2 separate regions of the Drosophila melanogaster genome follow, and region 1 is linked to region 2. The links are chromatin contacts, called in public Hi-C maps. All regions are on one chromosome and are shown on one strand. Each heading gives the region's core, a stretch centred on a gene start, on an enhancer-like site or on the middle of the called end of the contact. The rest is flanking DNA. Distances are from core to core; before and after follow the strand shown. Region 1 holds the start of dac (dachshund). Region 2 holds the start of Idgf1 (Imaginal disc growth factor 1).

Region 1 (4,382 bases), core at 1,793-4,292, 41 kb before region 2:
AAAGTACCTAAAATTGCGCACCAACACTTGGAGTTCTGGGGCTGCGCTGGAGCCTATTAAAATCTCAAAGAAACGCTGCCAGTTGTGACCGGTTTCCATCTGAAAATCGCGGATACTAATGTATCTATTATTCAGTGTGTCGATCGGATTGATCATCGTTTTAAGCAACAATTCAAGCGTTCGCATTTTTCGCGCCAGAGTAATGATTTCACTGGAAGGAACCTTTATGATATAGAGAACGGATAGAATTTCAATAAAACTGTTCGGCAGTTGAGATTCTTCTCCAAAAGTGGGTGTATTTAATTCTACCATGTACTCGCTGGCATTTCGTGGGTTTGACACGACTTCAAGGTTAAAAAACACGTTAGTTAGACCGTAGCGATGCAGATGAGCCAGTGCCTTGAGCCATTTGAAATTCTCCTGGGGCCAAGAACTACCGTCCGGAATGAATTGAGGCCATGTGAGTCCTTCGCCGGGGGAAATCACTTTCAGATACTGGCTTAAACTATCCATATTCCGCGGCGCTCCACGACAACTAAGGTAGTAACGAAGGACCTTGCCATCTACACTAGATACATTAAAGTCCGGCAATTGAGAACTCATTTCCAGCTCGTCCATTAGTTTCACCAAGTTCTGGTTAACCTGGTGATCCAGCATTTGTATAATGTCGAAGAAGGTGTCGTCGATGTGACGCATGTTGTACTGGCCGCAGGCGTGGTTGTAGTAGTTCTCACAGGGATTGGCTTCCTTGTCCACATGACTTAGGATGCCATTTAGAAGTCTTGTATTGGAACTGGCCGCCACAAGGGGCACCAGCAAGAGGCAGATAATCCACATAATAGCTGCGAGCGCACTGAACTTTTGCCATCCAGTCGTCGTTTAAAAATACAAATCTCGACACATCCAGAGAATACTCTATATATGTGGTGAAGGCAAAGCTGATAATCCGAAGTTATGGAACAGTAACTGTCGCTTCAAAGTCCAGAAGTATTATTGATATAACGACTTTCAAATTGACTCCTAGTCCAAATTTGTAATCCAAACTAATAGAAATTAATCACCCTCCTTTTTTTTAGAATATAAACTCATCTTTGCGCTTGCTTGTGGTTAATAAAAAATACAATTTTACTTAATAGTTAGATCAGTTGCATTTATTAAAGAGAAAAACCAGAGTTCAAAGCGAGCTGTTTGTTGCGAAAAATCAAACTTCCCGCCCACAGTTGCGACACCATGAAAAAGTTGCATGTTGTAGAACTCATTTCTTACTGACGATAGTTGGTTGCTATGACATATTTTGACACTTGGATGATAGAGGCAGTACCTTTTTGTTGTCCATTTATGGGGGGAAAACAAATTTGTTTGAATGAATACTTTTTAATTCTGCATGTCATTTTTGGTAAATTTAATGTACTTATTCGAATTTAAAGCCAGCGATTCATGTATATGTCATAATTAAATGAAATTCATATGACATAAGGAAATGGTAAAAGAAAAAATAGCCTAAAATGTCACAGTTTAGAAAAAAAGTAGCGTTACATATTAATTTTCATATCTAATATAATCTTATAACTATTTTTTAATGAAACAAACCGATGTAAAAATAAAATATTTACATTACAATAATTATTGTGTTTTAAATTCTTCTTTAAAGCCCGAAAATATTTTCTAAAAGCTGTTGGAAATCCACATTTGCAATCAATTTAATATTAAATGGTTGCTGTCACCTAAAAGACAGTGGGTGAGGAAATCCACAAAAGAAAAGCCCCAAACGAAACGAACAAGAAAAATTCATACGTCATGTGCAAACACAATACATAAAGACGTATTCCATTCCCATATAGAAAGAAATATGTACATGGAACTCTCAAATGGAGAGAACGGAATGCGATTGGTTCGGCGACGGAATGGCAATCGTTATGGAGAAGAATCGCAGAAGGCGAAACGAAGACAAATAATAGAAAAATGACCGAGCTCTCAGATACATTGTACATAAACATATAGAGGTGGCAAAGGTGCGATGCCAGAATTTATAAGCAATGCTATTTATAAGAACCCGAAAAACGAACGCCCCTCAGGCGAAAAAAAACCCCATTATCGCAATATGTGTAAGTGGAAGAAAGATGCCCTGCCATAGTGCTGCTCTCCTCCGAATCAGCAACACAAAAAGAAATACAAATAAACGGGACTCGAATGGAAACGAATGGGAAACGGAAAACGGTTGACAAAAAAAATCAAAGCTTGGGACGGAAAGAGATAGCAACACTGCCCCGAAAAGTATAATTCGTTGAAAGTTTGTCATTTACTTTTAATTGAAATTAAAATGCTTTTTGTCAAAGACAGCTGCGCAAACTCGAAGTAAAGCTATTTTTTTTTACTTTTCTTCTCTGGCAATGCATTTATTATAATTTACTTTGCAACACAAAATGCCAAAACAATTGTCATTTGTTTATATAAGGCGTCGCCCATGGGGGCGAGCGAGAGCGCAAACATGTACGACTGGCTATGCAAATATGCTGCTTTCTCGCTCGCTCGTGTTTATTGGTTGCAGCCCACCTGAGCGTGCGACAGAGATGGCGAGATGGTGTGAGAGAGAGGGCTCAGACTGAAACGAAATGAAATTGAAATGAAAAACGTTTTTTTTTCCAAAGAGAGAGAGCGGGAGGATTTGAAGAACACAACACGCACAAACGAATTGAAAAAATAAATAAAACGAATGCAAGAGAGAGAGAGCGATTACGTTTGTCATTGTATTTTCGGGGTTGCACACAGAAATATACACAGATGCAAACACACCGATCAATCGCACATACCACTCCCCTTTTTGGCCTGGTATTGGTGTAATGCGAGACGTGGACGGGCAACAGACATTCGTATTCGTACTCGTATTCGTATTCTGGTTTTGCACAATCGCAGATACAGATACACCAGCTCGCTCTCACAGGCACAGACACACACATACAAGCACACTCGTCTCGGCCGACCGCGCTGCCGGCGTCGCTGCCACGAAAATCCGAAAGGAATCGAATTGAAACTCGCCTTTCATTACGAATTTGTCATTCGCAAGAGAAGGTAATGCAATAAAACTTTTGCGCGCGCATTTCTCTCAGTACATAACGGTAGCGCTTCGTGTGTACGTACGTACGTACGTGTGTGTGGGTGGGCTAAAAAAATAGCACTCGTTAGCGCCCGCTCACTCGCTCACTCGCAGTCGTCGCCTCGCGCCGTCTCGCTCTCAGTCGATTCCCATTCGAATGCAATTCGTTTCGTTGATTTCTCCGAACGAGAGGGGGAAGAGGAACCAGTCGAAGGCGAAGAAGCAGAGGCAGCGACGCCACCGTCGCCGTCGCAGCGGAGTAGCTGCCATCTCTCAATCTCTGAGTGACAATCCGTCGGTACGGTACTCGAAAACGGACACAGCTCCGGTTTCCAAAATTCCAGTACGAAAACGGTTATTCGAACTCGATTAACACAAGCGGGCAATCGGAATAAATAACTTGAAATATTCAGAGTATATATTTCACAGCGAAATTCAAAAAGCAAAGTGCGCGAGTGTCTTGTGTCAGTGATGTTGAGTTTATAAATTACTTTTAGACCTCCTTAAAGGTAAATCTATGTTCTATATCGAATTATTCAAATAAAGCTGACAATAGGTATATTTATGCAAATTGGCAGTAAGGATCCAAATTAGCTTCATTGCCTTGTTTTTCCCAAAACTTAATTAAAGCAAAGTTTGCAAAGCAATAGTTCTGTTGATAAAGGATTATTTATGGGGGGTATTAGAAGATAATCGGACTTTAAATGTCTGAAAGGAAACTTTTCTATTTTCTGTTAGTTCTCTATATTTCTTTGTAAGTAAAATGTTTGTTAGGATATTAATTTACAAAAAATATTTAGCAATATAAACTTGTAGCTACCATATAACTAACTAAACTGGCTCAAAAATAGATTTTAATAAATAGGAGCATAGCTGAGCCTAATACAAATCCTAAATCGTTTGTAAATTTTTTGAAGGTCTGCATTTAAATTTGATGTTATAAAACTTACAGAAGTATTAAAAATGTAAAGCCAATAATAAGCGGATAGGAATATACGAGACACGCTCACTTAGAATTTGCATATAGAAGCCTAATAAATAATTAAAAATGAATTAAGAGTTCATTAATTATTTATCTTCCTCTCACCATCTATTTTCTATTTCTCCCTTACTTTGTGTCAAATTTTTGTCACGATAGAAAAAACGTCAAATTAACGAATCGATTAAAAAGTAAATAAACAAAAGTGTCGGCCATGATGAAGTATGGATTCTGTGACAAGTGAACAGAGTGAAAATAACAACAATAAAGCGGGCGCAATAAATAACAATATTAATAGTGGTATTGAAA
Region 2 (4,644 bases), core at 843-3,342:
CAACCGCAGAGCAGATCAAATGAAATCGAACTGAGACTGAAATCGAAATGGAAAACGAAACCGAAACCAAAACCCCAGCCCCAAGCCGATGACAAAAAGCTTGAGCGGAGCTTTAAGAGGGGTCTGAAAGCCGATCTGAAGCCGAGCTCATTGCCTTACTTATTCTCGCAATGACTTAATTGTGTACACAGAAATTAATGACGACGATTGCGACGAGGCAGACGCAGGGTCAAAACGTTGTGACCTCTAAAATTAAAAAAAAAAAAACAAGCAAATAATCTGAAAACATTGAAACGCGCTTGCTGATTAGAATTCGAAAACAGTGTTTCTGATTGGTTTCGTAAGTGTACATATATAGAACTAAAAGCGGTGGAAATACCCGTCTATACCACATGATTTAGTTTATCACACGCACTATAGAATTCAGTTTTGTTTTGCAACTCGTATGTGTTTGAATATATTATTGTGGGTTTTTAGTAAATTACAAACCAATGATTTGTATTTTTGCCAAAAAGGTTTTTTCTCACTGAGACCGATTATTAAATAATGTGTTCAACCGCAAACATGCGCTTCAATATTTGTAATTCAAATGAAACATTTATTAGAAAACTTAAAATATATGGCTTTGTTAGGCTTAACAAACAAATCATTTATCCCATAAAGTACTTAATTGACCGCAGTATGGGGTACTTTTGGCCAGTGCAAAGTCCACGGAAGTCATCGTAACTTAAATCGAAAAGGGCAATTCCGCCGAGTCCTTTGCCCTTGGCATATACTGCCTTTATTCCAGCAAAATCCGGATCATCGAAGCTCAGCCATACGCCAAAATCTCCATTATCATCTGCTGGCCGGAGAGCGTAATTTCCGTATTTCTGGGTGAGATCCGTGACCTTGCGGAGCGGCGCCAATTCTCCTCTATATTGAGCGGATGCGTTCTGCGACAACTTCGAGCAAATCTCTGGCCAACTTAGTAAGCCCTCAGCACTCTGGATTTGTATTCCGCCGGGTGCAACTCCACATGTCTCATGAACAATGGGAGCACCACTGAGTCCAGATCCCTTCGATAATTTCCATGCTCTGCCATAACTGGCTATTCCCAGGTTCAATTTTTGGCCAGGACAATGATTCTGCAGCCAATAGTTAATCTGGAACTCCACATTCAAATGGGGCAAGCGATTCTGTTCGTCCTGGAAGAAAATCGGAGCTGTGAAGTCCGCCTCCTCGGGATTTCGTAGTGGGGTGAGAAAGTCGAAGGCCGCCAGGTTTATATAGTCGAACTGGGGATGCAGTTTGGGGACATCGAAGTACCCTAACGAAATGATTGATTAGGTGGTTAATAAAATAGTTCCTACTATATGTAAAAATAGGATATATACTTACAAGTGGAGTTCACATTGGGCAGGACTGTCAGAGACAGCATCAGATTAGCAGATCGAAAGGCATTCTTTATATTTCCAACGAGATCGGTGAATTGTGACTTGTGCTCCTCCGCCTGCGGGTCCACAACGAAGTCACCAGTGAAAAGCTTCTTGAACGACTTCCAGTAAGATCCAAGGGATCCATGGACTTTTCTGGGCTTATTACGGGGTAACTGGAACGCGAGATCAAGGCCATCGAATCCATTTCGCTTAAGCAAAATCATGCTGCTGTCTATAAAATTCTGCTGAGCCGTGCGATTCGCCTCCAGAAGCTCTACATATTTATTGGGGTGGGCCTCATCCACATCGCGATCTCCACCCACGCTGAGGAGAATCTTCAGTTGAGGAAACTTCTGTCGCAGGGCGGTGATGTCCTTGTAGTAGAACATGTCCAGGTCCACATTCAGACTGAATAGCTCGAGGGTACCGGACTTCAGGCCCGCATATCCGTAAACCAAATGGGTGCAGAACTGCAGGGCCAAATCCAATTCGTTGGTATGCATTTTGGCCAAACCTTGGCGCAAATACGAGTTGGAGTCATAATAACAAATCAGATTGCTGGCAGCATGGGTCAAACTTGTCACACTGAGCAAGCCCAGTATATAAAACAACTGGAATCTCATCTTTTGGTAGAGACCACGTCCTGACTTTATGGCTGATAATTAGCAACTGAAATCTCGTTCAAAAGCTTTATAGCTTAGCTGCTGTATTTTTGCTTATCTCACTGTTCTGCCGATGATGCCATTATCTGGTTTTCAGGCATTACGTAGTTCCTGTCAATGTTTTCCGACTTTATTGCGTTTGTTTGTGATGCCCTGTCAGCTAATACAGTTTCACGAATTGCCGTGACTCAACTTTTAGGGGTCTTTTTTATGGCGACGACGTATTTCACGTTTTTAGTGAGTGTTTTGGATTTTTGTTTTACTTGCAAAATTAAATTTATTTCAAAGGGTACTGAAAAAACCGGAGTTATATGTTATTAATAACAATTATTGAACAGAAATTAATGATGAAAGTTTTACAGATAACTGTATATTCATATAAAAGGATACTAATGAACTTACAGAGTATGTAGATAATAATGTATATATTTTATTATTTTTAAAACGCAGTTTTAGTCGATCTATAAATGAAACATAAAAACCAGCTTTTTATCTTCCATACATTGCCATAAGATTTTTCATGATCTACCTCATTTACGCATCGTCATCGCTGTCGTCATTTGGCTCCTGATGAAGGTGAAAGACTTTCAATTAGCTAACTCCGAACCGCTCCAAAAGAGCCGACTCTCGAGTGGAGGACAACCTGCTGGGCAGCCGAATCTTCGGCAGCTGTTTTGGGCCCACGGGGAGGCACTTAAATCAGAAATCAATTGAAGCATTAAATACCCCAAACAAAGCAGCGAAGAGATGGTCCTTGGGCAAAAGTCGAAATGGGACAGCTAATGACGACAGTCACAACAATGCGATGGGGATGGATCTCTGATCCGATGTACTCAGGAATCTACTCTCGTATGTGACACAACCAATTAGACAAAGGACATGGCGGGTCCTTGCCAAAGAATGCGAAATAATCCTCACACGCTGCTTAGCGTTGACAATAAAAACCCGGAAAAATCGGGGGACGAGGTCCGAGAGGCGTGTTCGTGATGAGAGGCGGCATTATCCTCGAATGTCCTCGATTGTGTGTGCGTTTTATCCGCAGCCATATCTGTATCTGTGTCTCTCATTGTTGTTTGATTTATATCGGAGGCCTGGCTCATCATCATCTCATTGTTTGCCTCACACCCCACCCATATGTACATATATGTATGGTACACATATCTATCCCATATCATTGTGGCCCAGATATAACAAGCCAAAGCATTTCTAACCTTAGCCCATGTCCACAGTCTATTAGCCACAAATCCCCATTTCCATCTACCAACTATTTGCTTTGGTCTTTTTGGGTCATTTTGGGTGTTTAATGCGGCTAGTTTCGATATCATCAATCAGTCAATCATTGCTGGGCAAATAGAAATCAATGCCAAATAGCTTAATGTGTGAATTAATGTGCTATATAGTCAGATTGTATTACACTTATGGGCTTTGATGTTGACATAAGCTTTAGTGTTCAATAAAACTTTAATAGTTTTCGGACTAAATAAGGGAATACGCCAGAACACTGGGATCGGAATTAAAACTGTTTTAAAACAGTATATGCCAGGCCTTATTTAATAACTTTTTCTGTTGCTATTCAAGAGTAACCTTCTAACAAAACTCTAATATAAAATACAATACAATACCATTTAGGTCATTTAAAGTCTCTTGTAAATGATCAAAACCATTTGTATAGCACCGCAATAATTGAAACTTTTCCAAGAGCCTTAAGCCTTTCTCACATTTTTATTTACCTTTTTGCCGCGAAAACTTGAAATTGTTTTCCATTATTGCGCATTCTTGGCTTCCCTGCTTGGCAATAATTAAGTCCAATAATAATTTAAACAAATACCTTCGCCAACCCCAGGCTCACCTTCAGCTTCATTATCTGTGGCAGCAGGTGCAGAACACCGCAAAACATTTGCCTTATTTCATATTTCTAATTAGACAGCCGACGCTTTTCCGAAGTTTTCATAACCGGGCAGACAATGCAATGCCCGCAAGAACAGAGGAAAATTCAATTTTCACAAAACAATTGCCATTAGGCGACGGTTTTCCTTTGCCGCTAGAAGAGACGAGTGCTCTGCCCAATTGATGTGCCTAATCAGTTTATCTAAAGCATTTTTTTTCTTGGCCGCCCTTCTGAGGGTTGCTGGCCAACAGGAAATTCATCATTGTCAAATGTGCGGCTTGACATTTTCCAAAAAGGAGGGGGAACCCGGAAAAAATGTAAACTTTTTTGAGGCAACTTTTGGCTTTTTTTTGAGGGTTGCCTTTGCAATATAATTAGAAATTCATAATGAATTTTATTTGCTTTGGCCGCAGAGAAAAAAACCGAAATGAAAACAACACGCGGCAACGTCGCCTTGTCTAAATGTATTTTTTTCGGTAATATTGACGCGCATTTTTGTGCAAATAAAATTAAAGCGCCCCCACGCCATTTTCGCCCTTATGAACCCACCGCATTAACAGACCGGGGCATATCAAATTATCAGTCATGGGCTGGGCAGTAGTCAGTCATTCAATCACTCAGTCATTCGTTCAGTCAGTCCATCAGCAGGAAATTCTGGGTCGAGCCTTGGATTTCA

What was found. Hi-C and Micro-C count contacts between places; a contact is called where the count stands out from the background.
Region 1: a Hi-C map of the Kc167 cell line shows a contact between it and region 2, with 6 times the contacts expected there. The contact joins the promoter of dac here to the promoter of Idgf1 in region 2. A contact is called at or near these places in 50 of 107 Hi-C or Micro-C datasets (the Clone 8 cell line, the D17-c3 cell line, the Kc167 cell line and 18 more) and 5 of 6 datasets of contacts at active chromatin or transcription factors (the Kc167 cell line and the S2 cell line).

Annotation. Positions count from the first base shown.
Region 1 is chr2L:16,484,658-16,489,039 of dm6, reverse strand. It overlaps dac (dachshund), which reads left to right and starts at 3,042. Exons shown (of 12, transcript NM_165162.3): 1 at 3,042-3,603; 2 at 4,233-4,382. The coding sequence starts at 4,298. It overlaps Nepl8 (Neprilysin-like 8), which reads right to left and starts at 892. Exons shown (of 2, transcript NM_135951.4): 1 at 1-892. The coding sequence starts at 837.
Region 2 is chr2L:16,442,726-16,447,369 of dm6, reverse strand. It overlaps Idgf1 (Imaginal disc growth factor 1), which reads right to left and starts at 2,092. Exons shown (of 2, transcript NM_057910.5): 1 at 1,381-2,092; 2 at 577-1,309. The coding sequence starts at 2,041. The coding sequence ends at 651. The region is part of intron 1 of CG5888; the gene reads left to right. It overlaps Idgf2 (Imaginal disc growth factor 2), which reads right to left and starts at 40. Exons shown (of 3, transcript NM_057909.5): 1 at 1-40.